Linked DNA regions of Anas platyrhynchos: region 1 is linked to region 2. A link is a contact called in public Hi-C data. All regions are on one chromosome and are shown on one strand. Each heading gives the region's core, a stretch centred on a gene start, on an enhancer-like site or on the middle of the called end of the contact. The rest is flanking DNA. Distances are from core to core; before and after follow the strand shown. Region 1 holds the start of CDK8 (cyclin dependent kinase 8). Region 2 overlaps WASF3 (WASP family member 3).

Region 1 (7,178 bases), core at 3,076-5,575, 180 kb after region 2:
CGCGGCTCTCACTGCACGCACAAGGCACACCAGCTGCTGCTGCAGGGAGCTGGGGCTGGCACACCGCAGCACGCAGCTACAACCACAGGCAAAAAAGGATGCCTGCAGAGCAGAAGATGAGCTGTTGGGCAGGTTATACCAACAACTAGGGGTATGAACTTCATGGCACAACTCCTTGATGCGGGGAGAAGCGAGAAGCTCTAAGTCTTGTCCTGTTACTGCATTTCTTGTGAGCACAATTTCTTCTCTGGCCTCTTCATTGCACTCCCGAACTCCTTGTTCCTCCTGCTAAAAATCAGTTGTGATAACTCAGTCAACACATACCAGCAAATACAACCTGGAACAGGCTTAAACTCTTCCAGTGTCAACCTTATGAAGGGCCAAGAGCTTCTGAAAGCAAAATCCCTCAAGCAACCAAAGGGTCTTGACTCCTCTGCATTTCCCCTTTGACAACAGGTTGTACGGTTTTTCTATGTTGAATTAATTTTTTTTATTATTTTTTTACAGCATCACCACCTCTTACCCAAGCTGTTCATTATTTTATACGACTTAGCTTCCACGTTAGCTTCCAGTAACGCACTGGGGGCTATCGCTCCAGTCTGAGATCTTCAATTATATCATTTTTTGGCTGTTGTAATTAAAGAGCTAGACGTTGCCTAAGAGCGACGCTCGATAGCTTCTTACTCTCATCCAAACCACAGCCGATAAGCAGAAAAAAAAAAAAGGGATTTGGCAATGCTCCAAATCGCCACCGAAACCGGCATCCCTGCTCGACTTCAGACTGCAGCTGCCTGCTGAAAACTGAAGGGGAAGCAAGGGAAAATACGGTGCAAGATCAATCCCATTACACGAGACACCGCTTAGGTATTAGCTCGCTGCCACTGGCACAGAAAGCAGAGCCTGACAGCACAGCAAAGTGCCTGCCGCGGGTGCTGGAGCACGCAGGGAGCCCACGCTTCCCCTGCGAGCCCTCTAGCGTCCCACTGCTTTGGTGCACCAAAGCAAATACCTGGGAGCCGGTTCCTGATCAACTTCGGAGGAGTCGGATCCGGTCAATTAAATAAGCAAAGCCCTTCACGTCTCTGTGACAGCCCAACAGGCTTAAAAAATGCGGGTGTATTTTTCTGTTCCTGTGTAAGTCAAACAGGCAGCTTTAAAACCTGGGCTGAGCAACATTGCTGAGCGCCCAGAGGCGCACAAAGCAGATTTTTATGCAGGAAGTAACTGGAGCTCCCTAGACAATAAAAGTGAACTGCCCCAGTGCCACCAGACACAAGAGGATCGGTTTCTTGATCCAAAGTCTGATGCCTTCTGTCCCTTGCTGCTCTAACACCATCCTGGCTCATCTCAGAGCCTGCTGCAGGTCCTGCATGGATCGGAGAGGCAGCGCTGCTCGACACAAAGCCAGGAAGGCTCTCTTCAGCCACAGAGACGACAAACTTCCTAACAGAAGGAATTGGAGTGAAAAGTGGAGAACCACACACAGTTTTGCCATGGGCAAGGCACCATGCAGAGCTCAGCTGTAACACTGAGGCTGGTGAGGGCCAACAGGGTCAGGCACTGGGCCTGAATACCTACCAAACACTTGTGGAACTGCGCATGGAGATTCCCCTTGGATGTTCTCGACACACTATGCCCGGCCCAAAGCCCCCCTTCATGGCAAAGGGCACAGCACGGCTGCAGCTGTTGTGTCAGAGCAGGGCCAAAAGCTGGGCTATGCCCTCATCAGGTCACCCAAGAGCTCTTCTCCTTTTAAAAGCATTCTCAGTGCCTGAAGATGAGGTGGCTGCCTGCCTGTCCCCAAGAAGAACCCCTGTAGCTCAGAGGACATCCAGTTACCTTCCTCGGGCTAGGACACGTAGCCTGGATCCTCATCACCAAGAGCTTTTGGACATAGATTCACACAAACGGCACTGCTCAAACACAGCTCTCCTCTGTAATTGTTCTGTTCATTACACACCCACAAGTAGAATGTTACTTCAGAAAGAGCAGCCTCAGTATTTCCAACAAAACATTTGCAGTCCTGAGGTACAACTTCAAAAGTACCCTAAAACACGTGATGCATTTTAACAGACATGGAACTTGTGTTATTTTAAATAAGATTTAGAATTATATAATGCAGTTCAAGGCAAACGCTTTTTTTCCTTCACAGGAAAAAAAACAATGCGAGTTCAAGCAGAAGACAGCAAACAGCTTAACGCATGGAGAAAGTTGGAGCTGCATGAGCTCGACCAAAAGAGGAGGTTGTTTATTCCTCCGGCAGCATGAAACGTTTGGGGGGTGTTTAAACAGCGTTGTCTGGCATATAACAACGCACAAGCGTGGTACTCTACCTTTCACCCACCCACCGCTGCAACAGGCACGTTATCAGGAAAGTGAACTGCTATTCTGGGTTTGCTTTTGCAATCTCTCTCTTTTTGATACAGGAATCAAAATGGAATCTTTTACCTCGAGCCTAATTCCAGCCATTCGATTCAGCATCACCTACGTGCAGCTATAGCATAAGCCATAAAAACACCCGCAGATATCTACGTCTTAAATGTTTCAGAGATTGTCTGAAGGCATATTTGAAAGAGAGTTTGCACATATCTGGCAGGGAAAGGGGCAGGAAAGGAAGCACTAAGGGAACAATAAGGCAAAAAAAAAAAAAAAAAAAGGAGACAGTAATTGCAGCTCAGCAGACTGCTGTTAAAGTGGTGTTAAACACCGTATCTTGATTCCCCCACCCTCCTGGAGAGAGAGGATTTAAAAATCACATGCACTTGGAGAACACAAAAATTCTGCTTCAAATCCCCCTCTAATTCTCCTTTTCAAGCACACGATCCCATTCCCCTGGAATTTCTGGAAATAACACCACCGCCATCAACTCTGACCACGCTCTCCCTAACATCGTCTAGCAGACTGATAATTTTGCCGAATGAAATAAATAAGAAATCAGACGAGTTGGGAGCGACTGCTGTACACAGCCTGCAGGATTCCGAGGCAACCCGTGCGAGCAGCAGCGGTTAGCTGACTCATAGCAGCAAGCCCAATTCACGCCGAAATAACTGCGCTGCGATTAATATCAGCAGATGAGATAAGCCGCAGCCGGTCCCGCTGCAGACAACGGCTCGAGCACTGCTGGAGAGAAAGCTTCAGAGAAAGAAGCTGCTCCCATTTCCAGCGAGAAGTTAAAGCAGGCTGCGGGCAGCTATTTAGCGAAGGTAGAAATGACGCCCAGACTTCCCAAAGAGGCTTTCTTTCACTGCCAGGGCACAGAGCGCTGCCGCCAGGCTCCCCGCAATAACGGGTGGATGCAGCCCAGGATTTAGGACCTGTTAGCACAGCCGCTGCCTCCCCGGTTTCTTTTGCTTCCCACTCGCTATTGTTCTGGTGCCATGTCAGGGATTAGTGGGAGCTGGCTGACAGTTCGCCCTGTCTTTCTCTACAGGATTCGCACAGAGAAATTTGTTTGCTCCAGTCTGTGCTAAGCAGTGCCACAAAAAACGAGCCCTGAGCGCATCCGAGAGCCCTGCAAGGACCAGCAGCCTGCGGCTCCAGCAGCAGCCTGCGAGAGCACCTAAAATGGTGCCTACAAGTGATAACCCAGACAGGAAAGCCCCGTAAAAGAAAAAAAAGGAGCCGCTCCCCGCTCTGCAAAGCGGGGCTGAGCGCTTTAAGCCCTCCTCGATCCCCCAGCACCCCTCCAGCCGGGGATGCGACCCACAAAAGCCGTCAGCACACGGAGGGGACGGGACGGGCAGGGAGGGACCGAAGGGACCCCAGAGGGGGCATGGGGTGAGAAATGGGGAGGGGGCACGGAACTGGGGGGGGAGGGGGGGAGAAGGGGAGAGACACGGCTCCTCACTCACCCGTCCTTGCGCTTGGCTTTGTAGACGTGCCCGTAGGTGCCCCTGCCCACCTTGCAGCCCTCGTACTCGAAGAGGTCCTCCACCCGCTCCCGCTCGCCGGTCAGCTTCACCTTGAAGTCATAGTCCATCTTCGGCGCCCCCCCCCACACAGCCACCACCACACCGGGCAGCAGCCGCCGCTGCCCCCCCCCACAGGCAGCCGCGCACCCCCCGCCCCCCCGGCAGCAGGACGAGGAGGAGGAGGAGGAGGAGGAAGACGACGAAAAGGAGGAGGAGGAGGAGGAGGAGGAGGAGGAAGGCCCCGGGCCGCCCCCCGCCTCCCTCCCCAGCCCCGCTCCCCGCCCGCCCGGCGGCACCCAGCCGGTCTCTCCCCCGGCGGAATACGGCCGCGGCGCCTGACGGCACTGTCGCAAAGCGGCGTCGCAAAACCCCCGCCGCGGAGCCGCCGCCGCCTCCTCCTGCTCCCCGCCCGCCCGCCGGCCGCGTGGAAGGCGGCGGGGCCCCGCCCCCTCGCCCGGCCCGGCATGCCTTGCGGCGCGGGGGACGATGGGAATTGTAGTGCGGTGGGTGGGGTGGGCACAGCGCGGCGCGGGGCATGACGGGAGTGGTAGTCCCGGCGGCGGGAGCGCGGGGCGCGCTGGGAAATGTAGTCCTCAGAGAAGGAAGGGAGCTGAGGGCAGGGGCCGCCTTCTCTGCAAAATGTTCATTGTTTTCGTTAATTTTCCCTGCCAGCTGCGTTAAATGCCACTCACAACTAATATATAAATCCATTTTTTGCTGCGTTGCTCTGTTTGCACAGACTTTTTAGTTTGGGACTGCTTCCCAGGTCCCACACGGGCTCTTCGTACCAACCAATGCTCAGTCACACATCCCCACGCCACCAGAATGTCCACTTTGTTGGTGATTCTTTTTTCTTTTTCCTCCCTTTTCTGTGTGTAAAGAAAAACAATCGTACTAGCATAGTATGCACAACTTCTGGAAACCTTGCAGTTGCTAATGTGCAGATGTGTCAGCAGAACACCAGCAGCATTTAGGAACGCAGTTTACTTAAAGCTAAAGTGCTGCTTCTGCAAACAGTTTGGTTTGTAAAGAGCAAAATTCTGCATTTTGCACTTAGCTATAGCATTGATCTGACTAGTGAAGTGTCCGAGATTCTGGCAGGAGTGCAAGTTACCAACAAGCATCCACCCGAATGCAGTGGGACATCAGTTCGCCAGATGCGTGACCATCTTCAGTAGCTCTCTGTCTGATTGCTTCTGAAGAAGTCAAAGAATCAGTTCTAAAGAATCTTGACAGATCAAAATTCTGTTCAGGATACTTTTTTTTTTTTTTTTTAATTCAAAATAGCCCTACAATAGGAAAATAAACCCTAATTTTATTGTTTTATATTATTTCAACAAATTGCATCATAGGAAGGGATCTCTGGAAGTTTGCTAATTCAATATCTTTCTTAAAACAGGGTTACTATTAAATTCAGGTTGCCTGAGGCTCTGTCTTTAAAACCTCTATGGAGGGAAGATTCCACGGCCTCTGCAGGCCTGACTGTCCTCAGGGTGAAAATTCTTGTCCTTATACCTACCCTAAACATCCCTTCTTTTAAATGTATGGCAACAGCCTCTCCTCCCGCTGTGCACTTGGGCAAAAAGCCTGGCCCTGTCTTCTTTGCCAGCGCTGGCAGGCTGCCCCTTCTCCCAGCAGAATGAGCCCTGGTGCCCACAGCCTCTCACATGGACGTGCTCCAGCCCATGACCATCTTGGTGCTCGCTACTCAGCTCCCAAAATATTGGCAGCTTACCAATATTTTTCAGTATTGATATTGTTCCACTGAGGACCCCAAACCCGAACACCGTATTATTAAGTTCTGTATTAAAAGGTTCTGCCCTACTTACATATGTAATAAAATCTAATAAGGTTACTTTCTAAAGACTGAACAATCACATTAAAGCAGACTTTCAGAATTTACTTTGAAAAAAAAAAAAAACAGTAATTGCCTGAGGTTTGCTGCCCTCTAAAGGCTACCTTTATTATTATTGCAGAGGAAGTATTTTATTGTGGGAAGTATCCCTACAGTGCAATAATAATAATAATCGAGGAAAGAAAGATCTACTGTTGTTATTTTCGTGCTAACTATGTGGCATAAAATAAACAAATACTGCACATAGTTATATTGTACTGTTGTGAAGCATGAATATAAAATTAACAGAGAATTCTGCACTGTAGGGAAGGTCAGTAGAAAAAGTCGAAAAAGGAGTATTTCAGTAGAAGCTTTGAGTAAGGGTATATGAGTTTATTCATCTATTTTCCTAAAATATATTATAACCTTCTTCTGGATGAGCAGTCCGTATATGGGCTTGATAGAAGTGAAGTTTTTGTGTTTGACTATGATTACTAAACATAATACTATGAGATAAAAAGATTTTAATAACAAGACAAAAGAAAATTGTGGGAAGAAACCAATTTTTTTTTTTCTCTAAGAGAGCCAAGCATGACTTTGTATACAAGGCAGGTACTCTGGCTTTTATTACCAGAGTAAAATTGGTGCTCAGGAAAGACTATTTTAATTATGCCAGGCCAGGGAAATCATAGTATAATGTGGTAATCACTAATTATTCCTGGTGTGGCAAGGAACCTGAATAACAACAAGGGTTTCATTTCTTTTATACACGCAATATAAAGGAGTGGCCCCACGCATAGCCTCAGTGCTAAAAATTTCCCCCCATGCACTGTCAATTTGTCTGGTGGAAGTCAGTTACTGGCACAAAAGAAAGGTAAACTAATGAGAAAACTAAATGTAGCATGTCTGTAAACTCTTTTCTCAACCAGAATAAACAAATCCTGGAGTTTGTCGTTAAAATGGGGAGCAGAGGTTATCATCCTGGACACCAGAGCCTCGCTCTTCCCCTCACCTCACGCATTACAGAGGGGTCGGTTTTACATCAAAAGCAGTGGCATAACAAATATCCACGCTTCGTGTATTTCTGAAAGGAAATTTGAACAAAATTATCAGCAGTTTGGATACCCTAGGAAGGAGGCGCTTTTACAGAGCTAAGGTATCCTTGCGAAATCCTCTCCTTTTGCTAACAGTTCCTACGAGTTGTGAAACGCGCCTGTCGGGAGCAATCTGCAGAAGCAACTCAGAAGGGAAAGTTTGTGTACAAAACTTTTTTTTTATTATTTTTTGTGGAAAGTTTGTGTACGCTGTCAGCATCATGTGGGATTCGTAAAAGGGTTTGCAACCGGTGTGAAAAATTTACACGGCTCTACGCTTCGAATGGGGGGGGAGTGCGGAGAACAAGGTAGGGAATGCAAAAAAAATAAAAATGAAGA
Region 2 (6,582 bases), core at 2,889-5,388:
AAAAAAAAAAAAAGAAACTGAAACCTTACCAAGTTACACGGGAACATTTACTCTGTGACTGTGCAGTAGAATTAAATACAGGCTTTAAGAGTTTGGGGAGCAGTGAGCTGTGTGAATCTCCATCTCTTGGCTGGGTTCTCATGTGGCTAAATCTTAATTAGAAGAAACTCCTCGGCTTGCCCCTTTTGTCCACTGGAGGTCAGCATCTTTCTACAGAAATACCGCTCCTCTTCTCTGGTGTCAAGGTTTGCAGGGGACAGAAGCATCACAGCAGCACCCAGTTCTGACACCAGATTTTGAGGCTCCTGGTGCAATGCGATGAAGGCAGAAGCCTGGTGCGGGTCCATCACGCTCAAGGGGAAGATCTCCACTCACACTTCCCTTCTCCATCAAGCTAAGGATTGAATATCCTGACGCAAAGAAGTGAATGAAGCCCACATTCATCATTTTCCCAGGTGCTGGGCAGGCTCCAGCAGGGCAGGGGCTGCCAGGGCCCTCTCCCAGCTGCAGTGGGAGCCAAACCCTCGCTCCCCTCCCAGCTCTGTCAGCACCTCACCGAGCGGGGAGCTCGTAGCTGGTGACACCGCGCTCAGATATTTCCAGGCTTACTTCATTATCTGGCCTCGTATTTGAACCAAACTCAAAAACGTAATGGCCATACGATGGTTTTCACTATCTCGTTAATCCTACTTGGCTCGTTTTCTGGGATTAGCACCGGGGAAGCCGCCTGCTCAGGCAGCCACGCTGTGCCCCGGAGAGCTCTGCTGCACCACATCGCCCTCAGAAGCACGACAGCAACGCTGCTTCACCTTACGAGGCACTGGGGGCGAAGATGCAGGTTTCTGCCTCTCCCAGACTTAGAGATATAAGGTGTTGAGGACTGACAGCATTAGTGGACAAGAGTGAACGTGTACTGGAAGTGTGGACAGCTGCAAAACTCTTTGGCAGTCAGGCACTAATCACAGCCGCTCTTGGGCACTGTCCATACCAATATTTTGGGCCACCAGTGCTTCTGAAGCAAATCTGCTTGTTCCCACTCACCATCCCTTAATTCACGTGATGGAGCAGTGCATGAGTTCAGCTCCTTCCAGGTGAGGCTAAGCCTAAGACATTGCCCTCTCTGGGTTTTGTTCACCAAACCAGACTAAAACCAGGATGAAGCAGAACTCCTGAAATGTCCGAAGTGCTGACCAGTGCTCACTGCTCGGATTTACAGACACGCTCTGTGAGGTTCACTGAACACAGACACGGTCTGACCAGCTCGTTAATGTTATCAAGGACTCTTTTTACCCATCCGTCTGTCTAAATTAGGCGCCAACAAGAAAACGCGAGGCATTAAGCGTGGTTAGGTGTGACCGTCCCCAGTGCCACATATCCGAAGAGATGGAACCCCCCAAATCCACATCCCTGTTTTTAACTTCTGTTCTAAGAAACAAACGATGCCCTGACACCTTCGGTTCTGTCCCATCAAGAAGTCAGGTGTCCTACAGGGTCAGCTTTGCTTTTACCTTCCAATACTTCTCCATTTCCATTGCATTTACTCTTCTTGAGCCTACAGTTTTTTGCACTCCCTATCTCCTGGGCAGCATTGGAGTATCCCTGGATTTAGCAAACAGATAGGTTGCAGCCCAACAAAACAGAAGCAATGCCCGCAGCAGGCTGGTAATTACAGCAATCGTGCAAAGCTCACACCTGGAAGCCTTAAAATTGAGCTGTGCTTTGGAAGTACATTTTACCCACACATTCCTTAAACATCCACCCTGATTTTCCGTGCTTTACTTTGCGAGCAGAAAACACCCCTGGTTCACTGCACTCCTTTTAATAATTCCTGCATTCATGAATTTTAGAAAAGATCTATTTACTATTTAAATGCCATCTTAATCTATTCGCCCTAATCGGGTAGCAAGGCCAGCAGCGTGTCAGTGCTGTGTGTACTCCCACGCCTCGTATGATCAATGAAAGAAATAAAGGCTGAAGCACACAGATGGCTGGATTGAAAGGAAAGGTCATTACATACGGGAACTGATGAGGTGAAGAGAATAAAATATGTAAGGTGACCTTCAGGGAGAAGGTTAAAACTTTGCCTCGCCATCCAGAGGGCATTTTGGTGTGGAGATAAAACAAATACAACGTGGCATCAATTATTCATTGAGATATCTTCACCTCTTCTTTAGCACAGGAAAGATCTTGGCCTTTCTCTTCTTCCCCATCTCGGTCCTAAAATCTCTATTTTCCCATTTGCCATTTAAGACAGGAAAGAACACCCTGAATTTATGGTGTTATTGTCCCCGTTTAACTGAGGCATCCTGCACTTCAATGTTTTTTCTCTTCCTATAGCATCTAAGAAAAGCCAGACAAGCCTCCGTGTCTCATCGCAAACAACCGTAGCTGTTAGCAGCTGCCTCCCAATTTGGTGTATTTTAACAAGATTTAGAAATCCCCAAAGTGAGGATTTATTATCTCTTTCAGCAAAGAATGAAGTAAATCTATCAAGCCGTATAAATAATTCATACAAATTCTAGAAACGTATCGAGGAATATAGGTCAGGAGGGGCAGCAGAGGAGAGGGGTGGAATGCCCTTCACTTGGAGCATGTGGTAGGCCTAAATTCAGTTTTCCAGACAGATTATGTCAACTTAAAGAATGGAGATGGCTCTTAAATCATTTAAAAAGCAAAGGGTGACTTGACAGCCGCTAGGGGTTTTGAAGAGAATACGGAGGATGAGATAAAATACAACTTTATTTTTCAGATAAGAATTTGTCTTATGTAAGTTAGGTGGGTACAAAGAAGGCGATCTTGGGTATCTTTGTAAAAAAAAGGTTTGTGATATGTCACAGTGGTGATTTTCAACAGTGGAAGGAAGCCAGCGATCCATCACCGAGAGAAGCAATGAGGCAACCAGCAGGAGCCATAGATTTTGAGTAAACTCCAAATGCTCCCAGGAACCACTGACATTTATAAATAATGGAAAGCTGAGTGTATGTCAGTATTTCAAATTAGAAACCGAAGCATAGCACTTCACATGTGTATTGGGTTTATGTGGCGAGGTTTTGGTAGTGGGGGCTGCAGGGGTGGCCTCTGTGAGAAGAATCCAGAAACTGCCCCGCGTCAGAGCCGAGCCATGAACAATGTTTGCACCTCTGGGAGAGCAGATTGAGAAAGGGGGGAAAAATCTGGTGAGCTACGGCAGCTGGGAGAGAGGGGTGAGAGCTGAGAGAGCAGCAGCCCTGCAGCCCCCAGGTGAGTGCAGCAGGAGGGCAGGAGGTGCTCCAGGCAGGCAGCAGCAGTTCCCCTGCGGCCTGTGGAGAGGCCCCTGGTGGAGCAGGCTGTCCCCCTGCAGCCCATGGGTCCCACATGGAGCAGATCTCCACGCTGCAGCTCCTTTACACTGAGTGTTTTGCCCATGACAGTAAGTGGTGAGCAATCTCCTTGTCCTTATCTTGGCCCTTGAGCCCTTTTCCAACATATTTTCTCTCCCTCTTCTTTTGAGGGGCAAGGAGAGACGGGCTGTGGTGGGGTTCTGCTGCCCATCGGTGTGCAACCACCTCCCTTTGGCTGCCCTTTGAAGAACATGAAACACACAGAAGAAAATTCTTCTTGCCCAAATGCAGAAGCAACATCCACAGCATAATGGAAATCAGAAGCGGTTTAGGCTGCTGCTTGAAACCAGCCTAAGAAAAAGTTTTAGGAAGTACGCTAAATTTGGAAGGAAAACAAAACACCAGAAGGAAGAAAAGAGAATGGTGCAGAGGGACAGGCTGCTGGCGAAAATCAGCAGTGGACTAGTAACTTCAGAAAAGCAAAAGGTAATGCTGCAAGGGTTGGCGACTGCATCCAATTTAAGGGTGAAAAGCAAGAGCTGCAGGCAACTCAAGTCAGAGAAAGGTAACTGATAAGGGACTAGGAAGTTTTTACTAGAAAATTTACTACAGAAACAAAGCATTAGCAGCAGAATTACCCTGAAAAATGAATGAAGAATGAATCAGTTGGCTGCCATTGCGAGGCATCACAGCTTCCATGAGAACTGGAGGAAAGCTAGCGAGGTGAGCTCTGCCACATCCCTCAGCACACACTGTGGGACTCCTGCTTCCTAGAGCTGCTCTCACAGACACTTGGGACGGACAGCCCAGGATTATTGCTTTAGGGTAGGTTCGCCAGATTCCCAACCCTCATTTCCTTCCCTTCCCCTGCATCACGTTGGTGTGAGTGAGCGCTGAGCGGGACGGCAGCTGTGTGTCCCTCCGAGGCACTCAGCAGCACTGTCACACCACGCAGAGGACACCAAGCTGCTCAGACCTCTAAGGAGCGGCTGCCCTCAGCCCTAATCCCTGGAGTACTTTGCATGTGGCCTCCCCAGGAGCGCAGAGCACGAGTCCCTCCTGCTCCAGCTAATCAGATAAGAACTTCTTTATTTATCTGCGACATTAAGGATTAATCTCCAGAGACTACTATATTTAGCTAAGAGTCTTAAAGGCTACTTGTTTTCTTACGGCACTGAAAAAAAACACCAGCCCGGCACAAACATCTGAGACTGCTTCCCCCACGTACAAGCATGCACCCGCATCACCCGGACAAGAACTCACAGCTCCAGAGAGATGTGAAGATATTGGATAGCGCGTGAGCAATCACTGCCTCCAGCTAAAGAAGGCAAATACAAAATTCCTTCTCCCTGTCCTGCACTTAACATTTTTCTTTCCAGTGTTCCCCTTCTTTCTATTCCCCTCTTGAAAGAAAGATGTTTGACTGGAAACCTACAGCAAGTCCTTCTAAGTCCCCACACTTCCTTTCAAGTCCTCATTGAACAACCTGCCCAAAGCTCTGCTCGTTCTTTTGTGGCTGATGCCAGGGCCTGAGGGCTTCCAGCAGGGATCATTTATTTCCATCCCCGTACATCGCCAGGCACATTGATAATGCTTCAGTACCTGAACACAAAGCTGCATCAAGATGCTGCAGAAGCTCCTTGTACACGTGTGTGTGTGCACATCCCTAAGTACTTGTAGCAGAAACCCCTCAAACTCGCTCAGAATTAACAAGGCAGCCCGGCTGCCCTCCAAAGGGCAAGAAACTTTCCCCAGAGTTGACCCCACCAGGTTGGAGCTCTGTGTAGTTTTCAGAGGAATCTTTGCATGGCTCTCAGCCGCAAGACTGGCATTGAATTTCCATTATCTGCAGGTTTATACCCCCTTCAGCGTACGTTGATGTTTTAAAGTAACACATTCGCTGCACTCTTTAGGTGTGTTGTGTCAAGTGGAAAGGAACACCTCTTTCGTCTTAAAAACAATGCCCAGCACGTGATGAGGCAGCACCTGAAAAATACATCCCAAAAACAGATTTTCCAACAAGGACTCTTCCTTTCCTGCTGAATCAATTCACACACCGCAAACTTGGATCAGATTTGAGCTTGTTCTGAAACTGCATGCACCTCTCTTACAATAAAGATCTCCATTCAGTTCATCTTGGTTCTGAGAAATCTGAAAAACCAACAATCCAACTGGTCTGTCAGGTTAGCTGCAGGGAAATACTCTTTAACATTCAAAATATTAAATAATATTTAATATCCAAAAAGAGCCATAAAAGCTGTAGAGAACAGTAAGCTGAGTGATGTCAATCATCAGTCCAACTGATACATGAGTATTTACCGTGTTTAAATACTGGTATCAGCTGGCTTTACTAAATGAGCCTTTGAATCAGAGTTGCAAGTCCATATATTCAGTTTGTATTTAGAACTGGTGTCTCTGCTCTCAATTACCTGAATTAAGTTCAAATCAGAGAAAAAAATGTGCACTAGAAGGACGGAATTTTCAGTTCTGAGTAAAAATGAATTCATTTTTCCAGGGAACAACCAAGTTTAAAATGCACAAATAATCTGTTTAACTTGCAGTTAGGCTACTAGGTTACTCAATAGTTTTATGTGAGTTCTTCCCATCATGATAGAAAAGCTTATCCTGTTACCATGTGAGGTTTTAACTCGATTAAAAAATTTAATTACAAATGCTCTGTAGGAGGCAAACATGGCCTTGCATTTTACAGTAGTGTGCTTGGTATCATTAATCTACAAAGACTCTTCCTTATAAAAAAGGTGGGGGGAAAGGGGCTTATTAATACCATTGGTATGTTCTGCCCTGTTCTCTCTGAGAGCCAAGGTGCTGCTTAATGTTTCCCTAAAAAAAATTAACCTATCTGTAGGGAAATTAATACCTGTATACACCAGCCAAGAACTGTAACTCAGAGTTTGAATCCAGGTTGAAAAGAAAACAAAAGTGAATTAGGAAAAAAACATTAGTTAGGCACAGCAGTGCCTTAATGAAGTCTGTATTCGCAGACTCTGGCCTATGTCCCAATAAAACTGTGGCTCCTGGGATCACAGACAGCATTTAGAAGTGTTCTATTTTCATTTCTGTTATTCAACAAAGGGATGACGTTTAACGGTAAAATCTTAGTAATCTAAGGAAAGAAAGACAGGCTCAAAAGTGAGATTTTATTCATATCTGTTACTTATTCACAACCCAAAGTATGATAAAACTGATAAAAAGAGCCTAGAATGTTAGTTTACATCACTAAATTCACATTTTTATTAATTAA

Evidence for each region. Hi-C and Micro-C count contacts between places; a contact is called where the count stands out from the background.
Region 1: a Hi-C map of F1 follicle shows a contact between it and region 2, with 4 times the contacts expected there. The contact joins the promoter of CDK8 here to the enhancer-like site in region 2. A contact is called at or near these places in 3 of 8 Hi-C or Micro-C datasets (F1 follicle, skeletal muscle and subcutaneous adipose tissue).

What each region holds. Positions count from the first base shown.
Region 1 is chr1:186,217,783-186,224,960 of IASCAAS_PekinDuck_T2T, forward strand. CDK8 (cyclin dependent kinase 8) reads right to left here and starts at 4,326. Exons shown (of 13, transcript XM_027469486.3): 1 at 3,852-4,326. The coding sequence starts at 3,979.
Region 2 is chr1:186,038,488-186,045,069 of IASCAAS_PekinDuck_T2T, forward strand. WASF3 (WASP family member 3) reads right to left here. Exons shown (of 11, transcript XM_027469517.3): 11 at 6,465-6,582. Among named protein-coding and RNA genes, the nearest start is that of GPR12, 29 kb to the left of the region's middle. Within about 2 kb of position 4,139, at least 1 of the 8 cell types and tissues checked has an H3K27ac peak or open chromatin away from gene starts, as enhancers often do.